Linked DNA regions of Mus musculus: region 1 is linked to region 2. Evidence: chromatin contacts called from public HiChIP or PLAC-seq data. All regions are on one chromosome and are shown on one strand. The core of a region is the stretch at or near the end of the contact, and the rest is flanking DNA. Distances in the headings are between cores, read along the strand shown. Region 1 overlaps Rbms1 (RNA binding motif, single stranded interacting protein 1). Region 2 overlaps Itgb6 (integrin beta 6).

Evidence for each region. HiChIP or PLAC-seq counts read pairs in DNA pulled down with a chosen protein or histone mark.
Region 1: a contact with region 2 is called in a FOXA1 HiChIP or PLAC-seq map of pancreatic cancer cells. The contact joins two enhancer-like sites. A contact is called at or near these places in 2 of 115 datasets of contacts at active chromatin or transcription factors (the SCID.adh cell line and pancreatic cancer cells).

What each region holds. Positions count from the first base shown.
Region 1 is chr2:60,862,573-60,866,828 of GRCm38.p6, reverse strand. All of the region lies in intron 1 of Rbms1 (RNA binding motif, single stranded interacting protein 1), which reads left to right. Among named protein-coding and RNA genes, the nearest start is that of Rbms1, 17 kb to the left of the region's middle. Within about 2 kb of position 1,633, at least 90 of the 459 cell types and tissues checked have an H3K27ac peak or open chromatin away from gene starts, as enhancers often do. A contact at or near this core is called in the SCID.adh cell line and pancreatic cancer cells, where this site is marked.
Region 2 is chr2:60,625,361-60,629,921 of GRCm38.p6, reverse strand. Itgb6 (integrin beta 6) reads left to right here. Exons shown (of 15, transcript NM_021359.3): 9 at 1,453-1,587; 10 at 1,757-2,174. Among named protein-coding and RNA genes, the nearest start is that of Itgb6, 46 kb to the left of the region's middle. Within about 2 kb of position 2,256, at least 32 of the 459 cell types and tissues checked have an H3K27ac peak or open chromatin away from gene starts, as enhancers often do. A contact at or near this core is called in the SCID.adh cell line and pancreatic cancer cells, where this site is marked.

The DNA of each region.
Region 1 (4,256 bases), core at 384-2,883, 240 kb before region 2:
GACAGAGCCATGCTTCCTCCCAGGAGCCCAGAGTGCTGGAGCAGGCTTTCCCCTTGCTCTTTGCTCTTACCTAACATTGGCGTTGAAACTCTTGCTCTCACGGTGTCTCCCTGTGCCCAGAGTTTCCCCTCTGTTCATCTATAACAGTCATGGTGTTTGGGTCCCTGTGTTTAGACATTTGACTATAAAGAAGATCTCATTCCAGGATACTGGGGGGTGGGGGGACAGGGTCAGAATCCTAGGCTGCCTTAGGGGATTACATTTCATCACTAACAGCATTCATTTATTTGAGGCAGAACTCCTCAATTGGGCCTAAATGACATCCATAGTCATAAGAGCTTCAATAATGGAAGTATTATATTGGTGACACACTGTACGTAGTTGTAAGGACATTTTCCCCTTTGTGGCTGAATTTTAACTTGGAGGTTAGAAGATTCATCTTCATACAGAAGGCTCAAACATACAAATGATTCTAGAAGCATCTTCCAACTCTAGCCTTCAAGGAGCTCCAGAACCGCTCTGCTTCAGCCAAGCCCATTCCCATCCTTCTAGCCTGAAGCTTCTCCCAGCTTCTAGAAGTCTCTCTTTTCCCCTGCTCTCTCCTAGGCCTTTGTTAGACCATTACAAATGGCAGCAGAACTCTGTCTTCCCACCTTCAGGTCCCCTCCCTCTTGTCTCTTAAGTTCTACCTGAAACTTGTGTCAGAATTGAGCCCTCCTGATGTGGTTTTCATCCACCACACCTGAGTGGTAGTGTGGGCAGAGTGGAAAAACCCAGGCATTCACTGTCTTTATCTGCAAAGGGGATTCCTGGGCCACCGTGTTGGAGAAGTCAGGTTGTTTGTGGGGGAGTGAAAATGACTCCTACCATTAGTAGGGAAGATTGTTGGAAGAGATTCTTGCCCATTTGTAATTTTCATTTGAAAGTTACTGTGTTAGAATGTAAAGAGGTGTTACAATGTAACTTTTTGAATACTTAAACGGGAACTTGTGTGTCTGCTTCATTAACAAACAGGTGTTTCACTTTTGTTAGCCTTCACTTAAAAAAAATTATTTTTTCCTGATTGGTTAATAAAGAACAAATCTCAGATGGCATTAATTTGTAAGGAAATCAGTTAAATTAGTCCTTTCTTTGAACAAAGGGCTCTTTCTTGTGTGTTATGATTGCTTGAATTGTTCCTTCACCTTTTGATTGGGTGTGTGTCTTCGTACAAGTCAGATTGCTAAATGTATATGCGCCGTGGCGTCTCTCCATGAGCATTGGGTTTGTGTGATTTGTGCATATTTTAAGGGCACAATATTTGCTGATTCTATTCAGTTTCTTTCAAAAAAATTTTTTTTCTTTACTGTATTTAAAACAGGAATTTAGTCAGGCCCAGTTTTCAAAAACCGCACCCAACATGTGAAGTTAGGCATACTTAGTAGTCACTGTCTCAGCAAGCTTCTGTCTGTCCCTGTTTGGCAGCACTAAGTGTCAGGAAATACACCTTAGGTGCTCTGCACTTTCTGCCCAAAATGAGGTCACTGGATTTTTCAAGGGAGCCGGTTTTGTTTGTTTTGACCTAGGGAAGCACGTAGAGTTGTAACCTAGAGAATTGGACATTGAACTCGTGGCATGCCAGTTCGGGGGAAGCTGTGGAAACTCTCAGGTCTGAACGATGTCAGAGCAAGGAAATAGAAAATGCTCAGCTCAGCTTGGCTCAGGATCTGGAGGGTGTGTCCAGGGAGGGTGAAGTTTTAGGACAGGAGAAGCCTTTTCCTGTTGTCTCTCAAGTGTCATCTGAAGAGAGTCAGGAGGCAGAGTCTGTGGGGAATTAGGGACAGTGGTAGCTGCTTTGTAAAGGACATAGACACAGAGCCCAAAGTACCCCAAGTATGCAAATGCATCTTAGGGACCGTGGACAGGACCAGGCATAACACCAGGACCTCTGAATTTCAGGGGCAGTCTGCACTCAGCTCTGCTCTCTCCTCTTTTACTATTTCTTAAGTGTGGCTGGTCATAATCAAAATCTCAAACATGAAAACAATTGTCTCTGTGTTATGTATTCCCAACATGATGGGGACATCCAGGGCTCTGTGGGTGATTTAGAAACTTGTAGAAATCTGAGGAGCTCCTCATAGGGTTTACTGTGTCTTCTCAGTGGTAGAAAAATGCACTGTCACACACTAGTAATCTATAAGCCTAGAGGTAACAGAGACAGGAAACATATATGTGTGGTGGAGAATGACAGGTTCCTGAGCAAGTGAGTCAGAATTGACTCTAAAGAAAAACAGGGACTCTTCACTTAAAGCTGATGTAAGAAAGTTCCTTGGAACCCTCATTAGCCTGAGCCCTGGCAGAGCTAAACTCATCTCCTAGAGACCTGCGAGTGAGTGTCTGCAGGAAAGGGCTTCGGGAGAGTCTGCATTGGTGCTGAGCCGGCAGAAGCTTCAGGGCCACTGTGATTCCAGGACCCAGCTGAAACTCAGAGACCCAGGATGGGGAATGACTTCTGTTTCCTTGTTTTCTTTCTCGACACCTTATTTTGCCCTGTACATTTTTACGTAATTCCCTAGTGTGTGTGTGTGTGTGTGTGTGTGTGTGTTGGGATCCAGGAGTCTTGTGGGAAAGATAGAGCAAGAAGCAGAGATTCCAAAGCATCGCAGAGACCGTGTACAGGGATGGCAATGAATTGGCATTTTCCTCCTCTGCTGCCCTTTCTCCTCATCCTCTCTGCTGTCACCCTAGGCAGGGCTGCTTCTTTGGCAGCAGATCCAGTGCAGCTTCACTCCACTGTCAACAGGCAGGTTGGCAGTCTAGGCAAGAGGCCAGGAGGCCATGGTGTGCAGCTCCTCCCACCATCCCCAGACACTCAGCATCTGTTCACTTAACTTTACAGTAAATGCATTACTGAGTATTTTAGGGGGAAAATTAGTGATTCAAAGCTTTTACTAAACTGTAGAGGCTTACCCAGATCTTACTCACCCCTCTTTTTTTTTTCCTCTCCTTTTTCATTTTAATGGAGTTTTAGGACTGGTCGCGCCATTTTAAGTTCTTACCTTCTTGCCAGCAAAGGTCGATCACACAGTACACTGGGTAGAGGGAAAATATCCTTAGTGGTAGTGGAAGATGTAAATTTCTGGCCTTTTGTACTATTGGCCTTCAAGCTTGAGAAGAGCACAGACAGAGCAACCCTAATGGAGCCCATGCCCGTGTCTAATACCCCTCCACCCATGCTAGTCTCCACTTCAGGTATTAGAAGGTATGTGCTGGAATTCCAGGATTTTAGAGAGGCTCTAGCCAATGCATGTGTACTTAGGACTTACAGGTCATTGGACTAACCAATGAGAAGGTCCAGGCAGTCTAGTGGTTTTGAGGATAGCCTTTCCTAGGGAGCCACGCCCCATCCCACCCCACCCCCACCCGCCTCTCATATTTTGCCACTTGAACTCAGTGTGATTTGTTCCACTCTGTTTTTAATGTGCTTGTGCAAAGGAGCTTGAGAGTAGGAGGTGGGAGACTGGACCAGCACTGTGTATAGGTCACTTTTAATATTAGAACTGGCTGTGGCATATTTAGAGAGAGGCCTGGGAAAGATGGGCTTGGCACAGACTATACTGGCAGAGCACTTCCTACTAGCTTGACATCTTCCTGAGGCTCTGTTGTCTGTACTTACACAATGTCTTGATGGACCTTGAGTTGGAATGGAATCAGTGACCCAGGCTTCATGTTACACACATCAAGACTAAGAGAAAAGTTAGTTTGCCAAGGGCAAACAGAATGTGGTCATGGTGACATCTGAACTCCAGCAGTCTGCTTCCAGAGTCCACTCTTACGCACGTTCGCAACTGGCCAGGAAAGATGCAACAAACCAGAATCTTCTGCGGCAAAGCTTTATTGCTTACTCAGGAGCAAGAGAGGAAGAGTGCGGCAGAGAGAAGCAGAGAGGAAAAGAGAGAGAGACGCAGAGAGAGACGCAGAGAGAGGGGCAGAGAGGGAGAGAGGCAGAGAGCAGAGGAAGAGAGCAGAGGAAAAGACGAAGAGAAAGAGACGAAGAGAGAAGAGACGAAGAGAGGGAGTGCCAGAACCCCGTCCCTTTTAAGGAGAATTATCTTCCGCCTAGGACATGTCATTCCCTGATTGGCTGCAGCCCATCGGCCCAGTTGTCATCACGAGAAAGGCAGAGCACATGGCGGGAAAACTGCCCCTGCACATGTGCAGATTATTTACTACTTAGAACACAGCTGTCAGCGCCATCTTGTAATGGCAAATGTTGA
Region 2 (4,561 bases), core at 1,007-3,506:
TTTGTTTTGTTTCCTTATATATGTTATAAGTAACTGAGGAATAGAAAAAGCAAGATGAGAACCTCTCAGAATAGAAATTCAGTCTTATCCAAGATCTGACTTGACAGTCAAGGCATAATAATTCCCCCAAATAACTTTAAGGTACAACTCTCCCACACACCATACTTTAACACCTCTAAGATTTGGGGGGTCTGGAGGTATAACTCATTGGTGAGTGTTGGGGTGGCATTATGCAGGACCTATGTTTGATTCCCATCCATCCTGGTAAGAGAACAAATAGAGGTCCATTTTGTAATTAGTGAGGTCTTTACAGCCATTACGTGTCAGGTGGCAAAGAGAGTATCATCTTCATCACAATCGCGATGATTGCTATTTCAAATCATCACATTCGCTTTTGCTACTTAAAATGTTAAGTGTAGTAGCTATTGTAAGATATGCTTATAATTTTTGAACTATGACTCAATATTGAAATGAACAGTTATTATAGATGCAGAAATGGACCCAACAAAGCGGCAGAATGTAAATTTGCTATCAGTGAAGTAAATGTTCATTGCTAGGGATAGATGAGAGCCTGCTCCCCTCTGAGAGCAGCATGGGGGCTCTCTGAGAACCAAGACACATCGATGCGTACAAGTGAAGGGTACCATTATCATATCTGTACATTGTTACATATGCACCACTGGTACATAAGCAAAAGCACTGTCTTTATGATGCCAAGCTATGCAACCCAGGTCAGGAGAACTTGCTGAATCCTTCAGAGTGCATGAAACAACTTGCAGGCAATAATTGGCTCCTGACTGTCCCATGCTGTGCAAAAACACCTTCAGAAATATTGTCATAGCTTACTTATCATGAGATAGTATATCTCAACATTGACAATGTCTGAGGAATACACACATACACACACACACACACACACACACTGTATATATCTATATCTATATATCTAGATATATATATACACACATACAGTATATATCACATATATAATATATATCACAGTCCTGCTTGATTGATGAAATGATGAATTTTTATGTTCAATTTAGCTTTATGAATTTATAGTTGTTTATTTTGTTCTCGTATGCGTATATCACGTGAACATGCACGAGCACACTCACATACACCTAAGCATGCATATGGGTGTTGGTTCTCACCTTTCACCTTGTTTAAGATAGGGAGTCTCTTATTTCTTGTTAATTCGCTGCTACGTATGCCAGAAAGCAAGCCAGGCTTCTCTTGTCTCTGCCTGGCAGCACATCATAGGTTGGAGAGTACAGACTTAAGTCCTGGGATCCTCTTTACATGGGTCCTGAGAATTAGAACTCAGGCCCTCCTTCCACAGCAAGAGTTTTACGCACTAAATCATCTCCCTAGCATCAAGCAGTTTCTTCTTCTGGCTGGATTTCCTTTTTACTTATGATTTCCCTTAACCCTTTCTTGTCTACACTAAAGGAACTGCGGTCTGAGGTGGAACTGGAAGTGTTAGGGGACACAGAAGGACTCAACCTGTCTTTCACAGCTCTCTGTAACAATGGTGTCCTCTTCCCACACCAAAAGAAATGCTCCCACATGAAAGTTGGAGACACAGTAAGTAGATCCCTGGTAGATCTTTAGAAACAACAATTTGATGGGTTGCAGGCTAGCTAGCTCAGCTTGCTGAAGCTGGGTTTCTTGGAGAAGCCAGTCTCACCAGCTTTATCTCAAATCCTGCAGGTTGCTGGATAGAGGAAGCAATAACCAGCATTTTCTTTACCAGGCATCCTTCAATGTGACTGTGAGCGTATCCAACTGTGAGAAAAGAAGCAGGAACCTCATCATAAAGCCAGTGGGGCTGGGGGACACCCTAGAAATACTCGTCAGTGCAGAATGTGACTGCGACTGCCAGAGAGAAATAGAAACTAACAGCTCTAAGTGTCACAATGGGAATGGCTCCTTCCAGTGTGGGGTGTGTACCTGCAACCCCGGCCACATGGGTCCTCACTGCGAGTGTGGTGAGGATATGGTGAGCACGGATTCCTGCAAGGAGTCCCCGGGTCACCCTTCATGCAGTGGAAGGGGTGACTGCTATTGTGGGCAGTGCATCTGCCACTTATCGCCGTACGGAAGCATCTACGGACCTTACTGCCAGTGTGACAACTTCTCCTGTCTGAGACACAAAGGCCTTCTCTGTGGAGGTAGGTGATGGGCTCCTACGGGCTTCCTGCCTCTTGTGTGGCAGCTGTTTGGGGACTTTGGTCTTTCATTTCTTCTTCACATTCCTGGGCTCAGCAGTTGTTCTGTAAATATTTTCTGGTGGCTTCAGCGGGTGACTCATTAGAACTGGGATAACTGGACAGTCTCCTGCATTTGTTGCCGTTTCTAACATTCCCGTGGAGTCAGAGCTCTGTCCACTGAACTTACATTTACATTATATTTAAATATCACTATTCCCTCAAGTTAAGCAGATAAAAGTTGAAATGTTGCCTCTCTACTTGCCACCGGGATACCACAAAACTGCTTATGATCTGAATTTCATTGTCTGTCAGACCTTTTCTAAATTAAGTTGCTGGGTCTGACCTGATTCTTATATCTTTTATGTTGGAAAAAATAAGCTAATAGAGACTGCCAAGGGAACAGAATCAAGGAGAAGACACATAGATACTGAGTAGATTTGAGATTCTCTCCCTCTCCCTCTCCCTCTCCCTCTCCCTCTCCCTCTCCCTCTCCCTCTCCCTCTCCCTCTCCCTCTCCCTCTCCCTCTCCCTCTCCCTCTCCCTCTCCCTCTCCCTCTCCCTCTCCCTCTCCCTCTCCCTCTCCCTCTCCCTCTCCCTCTCCCTCTCCCTCTCCCTCTCTCTCTCTCCCTTTCCTCCCCTCCCCTCCCTTCCCTCCTTAGATTCATAGTCTTCCTGTCTCAGTCTCCCAGGTGTTTATAGTCCAGATGATTACGTCATACTTAGCCACTTACTAACTGCCTACTAATCTAGTATATTCGGTACCAGGTCAAGTGATGCTAGGCAAGAACACATGTGAGGAAAGGCCTATGAAAAGAATGAAAGTAGAAAATAGCTTGGGATTTCTTTAAAGTTTCAAGGAAAGTTTTAAATGTACATATTAATATTTTAATAGATGCTTTTGTACATATAAAAACAATATACCTTAAGAATATACTGCAGAAGCCAAGTGCGGTGGCGCGTTTCTTTAGTCTGAGTACTTGGAGGCAGAGGTAACCAGACCTCTGAGTTCCAGTCCAGACTGTGAGTTTTAGACCAGACAGTTCTACATAGTAAGACCCACATTTTCCTCTCTCAAAAATGAACAAAACAAAAATAAAAAACAAATGAAGAGAATATATTTCAGATGCTAGGAAGGTGGTTTTGTGGTTAACATGCTGTTCTTGGAAGGATCTGAATCTGGCTCCAGCGCTCTTGATACCTTTTATCATCTATATCGCCTATTCCATGGGCTCCTCTGACCATCATGGGCTCCAGAACACAAGTGGCATTCACTGATACAGACAAATACACATAAATAAAAATAATAGCATAAAGTCTTAAGAGCTAAAGAGATGGCTTACTGGCTAAGACCACATGCTACTCCTCCAGAGGCTCTTAGTTCAGTTCCTAGCATCATTTCAGCATCAACTGCCTGTAACTCCAGCTGCAGAGGATCAGAGCCTATGCTGGTACCTGCACTTGTGTGCATAATCACATATGTACAAATAACGAAAATAGTTTAAAAGTAAATCTTTTAAGGGGGGAGAATATGCTATGTTAAACATTATTCTGATGCATGTATTTAATTATAACCTATTCCAACAGGAAAGACAAATATTAACACAGTTTAAAATGGTATAAACATGGTCTGCAAGTGAAGTGTTAACTGGCTGTGGACTAAGCCCAGACACCCTACTTATCACAGGATGAAAGCAGACATCTCATCAAAACACAGTGGCGTTATCTTTACAGAAAACTAAGCAAGTCATGTTTCCAAACCACAGTGTCAGAAACGTAGAAAAGAGAACCATTTCCCCAGTGAGGGAGGTTGAAGTGGGATCAGAAGCAGGTCATGTGACAATTTTTTTTTAAATGAAGAAAATAAAAAGAAAGAAAGGGAAAAAAAACTTATTTTTGGGAAAAGGAAGGAAGGAGAAGAGGGAGGAAGGGAAGCTAGAAGAAATCCAAGAGTTCTGAAAAACACATGAAAGCATTTATCCCAAAGAAAATTAATTTCTTCTCCCTTTTCATTCAAAGGTTCACTTTCTGACTCCAGTGTGTGTGTGTGTGTGTGTGTGCATGTGTGTGTATATAAACCCACATCTATGTTTTTATTGGATTTAAGCAGGACACAGCCTGTAGGTGACAAGAACTAATCAATGGCAAAGCCACCATCAAATCATAGGAAGGATGTATCTGCAGAACCCCACACTGCCTTTCTAGTAAAAAAAGCAAACAAACAAACAAAAAAAATTGTTTAAAAAAATGCTTTCTGAAGGGCCGAAGTGTTTGTTATCTAGCCTAATCTAATGGCATAGACATCGTCCCAATATTCCAGCTCCTAAATTCTTGGTAAAAATACCGAAAAC